2 separate regions of the Gossypium hirsutum genome follow, and region 2 is linked to region 1. Evidence: chromatin contacts called from public Hi-C data. All regions are on one chromosome and are shown on one strand. The core of a region is the stretch at or near the end of the contact, and the rest is flanking DNA. Distances in the headings are between cores, read along the strand shown. Region 1 holds the start of LOC107918034 (E3 ubiquitin-protein ligase RNF185). Region 2 holds the start of LOC107916582.

Region 1 (4,317 bases), core at 872-3,371:
CTAGTTGATATTCGTAGTACATGCACAATTAGCACTAGAAACACAAATTGGGTTGCAAACTTGAGCTTGGTCAGGAGCTATAATCACTGAAGTTTGTTATATAAACAACTATGCAAGCACAAAGAATTGCTGTCACTCAGGCCCAGAAAGGGAACCATTTTACTATCACTACATTAAAAAAATCTTTCGTTCATAGTCTCAAATGAAAGGGTAAAGAGCAGTGGAAACTGAACTGAGTATGACTAATGGCAAATGCTTACAACAAGCAGAGAGAAACAACTCCACCTACACTACCGATATTTAACCGCCCATCTAAATCAACTCAGCTATCCTCCCTCATATACTAAGGAAATAACCATGAAATATAGAAGGCCAAGACAAAATCTATTCAGATCGCAAGAAGTTCTAACTTATGAATAGCTAGACACATAAAATACTGCTACATTTTATGTTACCCAACACTTGAAGATATTATGACTGGAATTAGGATAAATAAGCTGAAAACACATGACCTTGCTCTCATGCCTCAATAATCTTGCTGAAACCAAGGATGCGCAGGGAGAAAAGAAAAAGAGCCAAATTAGTGTATTGTAGTTGCTAAAACACATTGATGCTTTTCAGCCATAGAGGACAGCGAAAGATATTCCAAAGCACAAATACAAAGGCGAACCAACAGATGAACCAAAAATCAACAGGGGAAGTACTATACAAAAAATTCCTCAATCACTAAGTAAAAGACAAAAAGGTAAATGAAAATGCATTTATTAGATTTACACAAGATATCGGATTGGCACTCCTAAAATAAGTTAGCAATTTATGCTTTGATAGCAGATATGGTCTATTGGTAAATCATTGCAAAGATAACACAAACAATGATAAACAGAAACAGCATCTTCAGATAATGATCCTGCTGGCCTTGTGCGGTGCGATGATGATGGTGGTGGTGGTGATGATGGTATCCATAAGCATGGCCACCAAGATATGAACTTGGAAAGCCGTATGGAAAACCAGCAGCTGGACCAAACATAGCCGCATCAGGAAATCCATGGACCTGAAGGTTAAACAAGGATGGGATAAGACCACCAAAAGCAGCAGAGAGTGTGAAATTCCCAAATCGAGCAGTTGCCATTGGTGCAAAACCTCCCAAGCCTCCCATGAACCCGAACCCATTTTGGGGAAACTGAATAGGTGGTGGTGGAGGAGCCGTTTCAGGTCTCTGTCCAGCTGGACGATTCGGAATATTAACACCCGGAATAGATTTGGACCTAGGATCAGTAGATGATTTCCCCCTTCCATACAAGGGAACCAATTTTTGTTCCTCAACAAGGGCTTTACAAACAGGACATTCCTGAGAACGGGAATGAATATGAAGCCATTTGTAAAGGCAAGGCCAGCAGAAAAGATGCCCACATAAAGTGACAATAGGGTCTTGAGCTAAGTCAAAGCAAATATTGCACTCAAAATCACCAGCATCACCATTAGCATTACTGGTGGAGCAAGATGGATTGTGGGGAGAATGGCTCGCTGATTCCCCAAACCCACCTGCCATTTCTTTTCCTAGACCTCCGAAACTCCGATTCCTACAAAAATCGAATTGGAACCAAAACAAACACCAATCATAAAATTCACCAGTATCAGAAAATTGCAGGAATTTCCCCAAAAATTGAAGGCTGTAATATAAAAACCAAAGCCTCTAAAGACTCAAATCATCTCAAATTCAAAAAAACCTCAGATCTCTTATGAAAATCAGCCTAACTAATTAAAACAAAATCTTTCCCGATTAATTAACGACAAAAATCGCGATTCAACGGCAATAAAAAAACAAATCTAGCTTTTTAAAATATAATGAAGAGAGAGAAATATGAATTACTGACCTTCAAAGAGATATTGAAGAGATAGAAGGACCGATCGATATGGCAATCGACCGATCCAAAGAAGTCAAAAATAAATAAAAAATAAAAAATAAAAAAGATGAAGATCGCAGAAGAAAACTCTTCGAAGAAACTTGGTATTTATTTACCGACGCGTTAACAGCTGAAAGATTCCCATCGTTCCTCTTTCCTATGTTTTAATACGCAATAGCGTTTGAGCTTTTGAATCCCCACGTGGCAACAATCTGTAGGTTCATTTCTCTTGACTCCTTGATGACCCGTTATTAGATTGCGCCTGTGGTTTGGATAGGCAACTACCGGCGTTAGAATGTTAACGCGTAAACGCTACGCTCCAATTATCGCATTGACTTTGTCCTTTTTTTTATTAATATAGCATTTGATACCTGAGTTTGTCTTTCATATTCAATTTGGTACATGAGTTTGGGTTTAAGGTCTAATTTGATACAAATGGTATTATGTGGTTCAATGAATATTTGACATGTGAACTCTAGTAAAAAAGTGACAAAAAATAAAATTAAATATTGAAGCTAAAGTTGGGTAATTAGGACCAAAAGAACTCAAATATCAAATTGAAAAGTTTAAGCACCAAATCGAACATTGAAGCCGAACTTAGATACTGAATTGAAACAAAAATACTTAAGTAGCATGTTAAACAATTAAATCAAATTCAAGTACTAAATTGTATTTAAACCCTTATTAATTTTAAGAATTTAAAAAAAAATGGCTCAGGTACCGGACTAATCCTTAATATAGCCAAATTTTTTGTTTTTTACGTTAGGTAACTTGTACGTAAAGATATATGTATTTATATAATTTATTTTAATAAAAAATTTAATTTTATATAATTAATTTAAGTAATCATTACTAAAAGATAAGGAATGTTAGATTTCTATGGGCATGGTCTCTCAAAATAGATGTAAATAAATTAGATATATTATAAATGCAATAAATAATAATATTATTTCGAATTCTAAAATAAGTATTTGCGTAATTGCTAATAATATTTTTGTTTTGATAATCATACTTGAAAGTAATTGTGAATAGGTTGTTTTAGTTAATATTATTAGTAAAATAATTAATTATAATTATTTTTGGTTTAAATATTATATAAATAATAATTAATCACATTTAAAATTTTTATTTGGATAGAATTATATCTAAAGTAATTTTTAATATGTTATTTTAATTAATATTAATTATTTTTTAGTTTAAGCATTATATTATAATATTTTATCATATTTACTGGAGAATGTGGAAGAATAAAACTACCCGCATGATTAGATTTTAGGCATCATACTTCTAAGACCAATATAATAAAAATACTGACAATAGTTCATAAATGTTTAATGCGTAAATTTATTGAGTTATCAATTCAAAATATTTTTTTTATTCAATGAAGAATTTTTTTTAAAATTTTTTTTCAATATCATAGAATTATATTTAACGTTGTTAGTAATATAGATCTAATTTAACTATTAGTTAGTTAGCAGATGTAGCAGTTAGTCTGTTACACCTATGTTAGTTCTCAATTCTGTTATTTCTCTTTTCTTTTTTAAGTTGTATATAACTAATCCTTTGAATGGTGAAAAAGAACTCTTAACAATTCCCTTACACTCCTTTTCTACATGGTATCAGATGTAAAATTCTCTTGCATTTTTCTACATTTTCTCGCTTCCCAAACACTCTGTTTCTTTGATTTTCATTGGTTTCTTTCTTTCCAATGGCACTCTATGATCCTACACTACCTTCTAGTCCTTATTACCTTCATCCAAATGGATGAAAATCTAGCCTTAGTTCTTGTTTTTCCTGCCTTATCAAGCTCGAATTATCATTCTTGGTCTCGAGCAATGAAACTGGCGCTCTTATCCAAGAACAAGCTTCAAGTTGTTGATGGCACAATCACAGTGTAAGGCCCAAATTTTACCCTTAGTCCAAATACAATACCCAAACCCAATTTATAAACCCTAATAGCCCAAGCCCACTATGTTAAAAAAAAAATTTCAGCAGCCACCAAAGTTTTCAGCCGCATGCCTTCAGCCACCAGCCTTCTCACGCGCGCCACCACCGCTCGGGGCGCCAATCACCGGCCTTCCACGCGTCTGACACTCCCATGACCTGCAAACATTTGGAAAAGAGGAAAAATGGCAGCAAGAAGCACAAGCAGTAGCAGAGAATAAAATAACAATATTTTAATATGGGAATCGGCTATAAAGCCGAAATGAAACTGATTGTAACGGGAGGGCGACGCACATTTGAATAAAAGAACAGAACAAAATTTAAAGGTTGATCTCTGATTTATTTTTTTCTTTGATTTCATTTCGTTCTTTCATCTCTTTAAATTTCTTTTTATTTATACTACAAATCTAAAAAACAAAAAGGGTATAAAATCAAAGAAGGGGACTTACCCGAATCGAAGTGACCGTCG
Region 2 (4,317 bases), core at 578-3,077, 570 kb before region 1:
AGGGAAGAACCTGCACAGATTACAAAACATCAAAATCCCAGTTAGCCTTTAGCAGATTCACATAAAATCTCAGTTCAAAAGTATCAATCAAAGACATATGAGAATCTGCATAAATTCCAACCAATATCCCTCATTTCCATATTACCATAAGATTAAAAAAGAAAACCCAGTTTACAGCACGGGAAATCAAGTGCTACAGTAAGTCAAAAGCATCCACCAGCCAACAAAGAAATAAGATTAAATTGAAAGTAAATTCAAATCCAAATTTAGCTTAAAACCCCATACATGTTTAAGAATTCTGAATGGCAAACCAGAGAATCCCAACCCAAAGAAGCGTAAAGTTGAACATAGTTCTTCAAGTGCTTCTCTTGACTGGACATCCAAGCGAACACTACAACTATACCTCCTCCATTTTTCCTTCTTTCCACGCTTTCCTTTCTCCCCCAATAATATCTCCCCCCAAATCCCCACATTCTCTCTTCCTTCAACTCTTCCACTCGAATTACCAAGCAATAATTAAGCTTCTCTTCGTTCCACACAGCTCAAGAAATTAAAAAGAAAAAAAAAAGAAACTGCAGAGAATTTGATTCAATCTATGGAGCAAACTTGAAACAGATTAATAATGCAAGTCTGATTTTCTTTTCCCCTAGCGTTTTATAGGGAACTGTGAACGAAAAGTATGCCCGACTTCCTGCGATTGATTGTATCTTTCAAGTCTTGCAACCTAATCCTTGCCTCCTTGGAAATTTTACATGTGTTACCTTAATTTTCAGACAAAATATGTTATAATTTTTTTATAAAAGTTAGATAGTAATATTAAATGGATTAATTTAGTCAGTTTAGAAATTGTTGCAGGGATGGAATTAAATTGCATATCTTTACGATAGTAAAAATATAATTTTACTATGTTAATAATTTATATCTTTATAATTTTTTAAGATTTAAATTAAATTTTTATTATTTTTAAGAGTCAAAATATAATTTTACTATTATTAATTTAAAATTTTTATAAATTATAAAGGACCTAAATTGAAAAAATTTTCACTATAGGGGGACAGGCCCCTTCCAACCCCCTTTGCTCCGCCACTAAATTTAGTCTCTATATTATTAAAAAGAATTAAATAAATTCAAATTGTAATACTATTATAAAAATATATTGGAAAGTTAGTTGTTTGAATCGCAGTTTAATTCTAAACAAAATAATCCATTTACAAAACCGTAAAAACTTTAAAAATATTAACTCTGTTAAATATTAAATGATATTTTTTTAAAGGCTAAATTAGCTGATTGGGCTGTTTTTTTAATTAGGCCTTTAGGCCATTTTTAATTTTATTTAGGGAAATAGACAGTTTTAAGGAGAGAGAAACAGGAAGTCGCCTTTTACATAATTGGTAGGAAAGCGCGTCTAGTTAAGGCGCAATTTTTACTTTTTTAATATAATTAATTTCTTTAGTTGGATGGTTAAATGTTGGTGGTGTTGTTATTGAGTCTTAGGTTTGATTTATCTCCCAGTTAAATTTATAATTTTTATTTCATGTTATTCTAAGCTTCCTCTTTTTTTTTAATGAATGTTTTTAACATATTAGCTTTATTAGTTAAATGGATAAATAATAATGATTTTATCATTGAGACCTATGTTTAATTTCACTTTTCTAAACATATTTGTAATTTTTATTTTATATTGTTTCAAGTTTTTTTAATTAATAAATACATTGTTTTTAGTTTTTTTTTATTTTAATTCATCTTTTTATTTTTTTTGAAGGAATACTGGGTTGTATTTATTTATGCATAATTAAAAATATTATGATCTAAGAACCAAACATAGGCCATGCTCCAAACTAGGGTTAGGGCCTCTAGTAAACAAAGTTTAAAAAAAACAACGTTACCTAAAGTAAAACTGAAAAATATTGCCTAACATAAGGAAAAAAGAAAAACCCAGCCTTATGAGCTGTCAACTTCTAAATAGTTCTTTGAAAAATATCTGCATCCCAATCGACTAACTCTTGGAGAAACAAACAGTCATAGAGATCTAAAATTTTTTCTCCTACTCTCTCATTTGCTGGAGATGGTGTTGACTCAGTGATGGCCTTCATCTCCATCCCCTATCAATTTCTGAATCGGTGAGAACTTGAGTAACAAGCTCATGAACAAAGTATGCATTCACCCCCATTTTCACCCTTCAGATGCTAGGTTATGTGCTGCTCTATTTGCTGCTCTTTTTGCATGCTGGAATTTGCATCCATAAAAATTCGCCTTCTGCTCTTGAATATCATCAATATAAGGGCCGATTACCGATTTATCTTTTTTTTTGTTCATTTTTTTATAACTGTCAGAGAGTCGCCTTCGAAAATAACATATTTTATCCCCAATTCTTTTCCCACCATAACCGCCTGCAAACATGCTAAGGCTTCTGCTGCAAATCTTGAAGAAATCTTGTCATGGATGACCGATTTTGAAACCAATACATCACCTTTAAAGTTCTTGACTATTACCCTTGAACAAGATATATTTTTCCCCTTATCAAAAGGAGCATCGAAATTGATTTTGAGGAACCTGCTTTCCGGCGCCTTCCATGAATCTAAAACTGAGTATTTGGCATGGTGTTTTCTTTCCATATCTTGTAATTCCTGTAAATACTGTATTACAAACTGCGCTATTTCTGTTCTAGTTCTCTTATGTCCTCCGTGTACCCATTGATTCTTATTCGACCAGATAGCCCAAATGGCGCAGACAAAGATGTAGCATTCTTTCTCTTTACTGTGCAACAATACCCAGGTAAACCACTCCATATAGTCCATATGCGATAACTTGAGTGACCATACATAATTTAATTTTTTCCACATTTCCTTCGCAGCAGCACAGTCGCGAAAAATATGTTCCCTAGTTTCCAGCCCTTGCTTACATCTCGGGCAGATGGCGTTATTCGTTAATCTTTTGATTCTTAAATTCACTAGGGTAGGGAGGTAGTTGAGAGTGGCTCTCCAAACTGTAATACGTACCTTTGAGGGGAGATTACAGTTCCACAGTTTCTTGTAACATTTTGTAATTTCGGGCAAACTGTAACCATTACTATTGTAATCATTGCCTTGTAATAGTAGTTTGTAACCACTACGCACAGTATATTTACCCGATGCTTCACCCCTCCATATCAAAAGATCATTTTGTGAACGCTGGGCCAAAGGGATTTGCAGAATCTTTGGAACATCAACTTCCGAAAAGGTACTCCAAATCAACTCTGTTTTCCATGCTCTGATATTACTGTCAATAAGATCCGCAACCATTATGATGTTCTGCATTCTGTCCTTTTTGTTAATCAGTAGACCTGGCACATTTGGGACCTAAACATCTTCTTCTATACGAATGTCATGGCCATTCCCCACCCTCCAGCACAATCCCGATAGTAAGAGGCCCTTTGCTGCCCATATGCTTTTCCAGGTATAGGAAGGTAAATTACCTAAACCTGAATTTAAAAAATCAGTATTCGGATAATATTTAACTTTTAACGTTCTAGCCAAAAGGGAATTAGGATCGTCAATTAATTTCCAGCCTTGTTTTGCGAGAAGGGCCAAATTAAATTTTGCCAAATTGCGGAATCCGAGACCGCCACTCTTTTTTAACTCGCATAATTTGCTCCATAAACACCAGTGAATACCTCGTTTCCCATAACCTTTTTGCCACCAAAATTTTGCGATGATTTGTTCCATTTCTTCACATAATGATTTCGGCAAAAGAAATCATGCCATTGTGTACGTGGGGATTGCTTGTAAAACGGCTTTGATGAACACTTCTTTTCCGCCTTGCGATAATAATCTTGTACTCCAATTGTCTATCTTTAACTTTAGGCTATCCTTTAAATGTTGGAATACCAAACGCTCCTTCCTTCCCACCATATTCGGTAGGCTTAGGTATTTCTCAGAATTGTTTGCCCTTTTCAGTCCTAGACGATTCGATATGGTAGATCGAACATTTTCAATGGTATTTGAGCTAAAAAACACAGTTGACTTACTATAATTAATACATTTTCCAGAACAAATTTCGTATTCCTTGAGCACCTTTTCAAACGTTGCAATACCCTTGCCGGTCACTTCTCCAAATAAAACACAGTCATCAGCAAAAAAGAGATAGGAAATTTGAGGTCCCCTTCTACTTGCCTTAATCCCTTTCAATACTCCTTCCTCTGTTGCAAGCCTTAAAAGTGTTGACAGCCCTTCACTGCATAAAAGGAATAGAAAGGGACTTAAAGGGTCCCCTTGCCTTAGGCCTCTTCTTGGAGTAAAAACCATCCCTGGCATGCCATTTAAAACCACCGAATACGAC

Evidence for each region. A called contact is a pair of places that touch in the nucleus more often than the background predicts.
Region 2: a contact with region 1 is called in a Hi-C map of leaf, with 1.5 times the contacts expected there. The contact joins the promoter of LOC107916582 here to the promoter of LOC107918034 in region 1. A contact is called at or near these places in 4 of 34 Hi-C or Micro-C datasets (callus and leaf).

Annotation. Positions count from the first base shown.
Region 1 is chrA01:26,140,451-26,144,767 of Gossypium_hirsutum_v2.1, reverse strand. It overlaps LOC107918034 (E3 ubiquitin-protein ligase RNF185), which reads right to left and starts at 2,121. Exons shown (of 2, transcript XM_016847529.2): 1 at 1,875-2,121; 2 at 747-1,580. The coding sequence starts at 1,549. The coding sequence ends at 839. LOC121222009 (a long non-coding RNA gene) reads right to left here. Exons shown (of 2, transcript XR_005919156.1): 1 at 4,298-4,317; 2 at 3,473-4,007.
Region 2 is chrA01:26,713,850-26,718,166 of Gossypium_hirsutum_v2.1, reverse strand. LOC107916582 reads left to right here and starts at 1,827. Exons shown (of 6, transcript XR_005922368.1): 1 at 1,827-2,120; 2 at 2,713-2,775; 3 at 2,858-3,219; 4 at 3,321-3,445. LOC107918064 reads right to left here and starts at 764. Exons shown (of 7, transcript XM_016847567.2): 1 at 286-764; 2 at 1-10. The coding sequence starts at 473.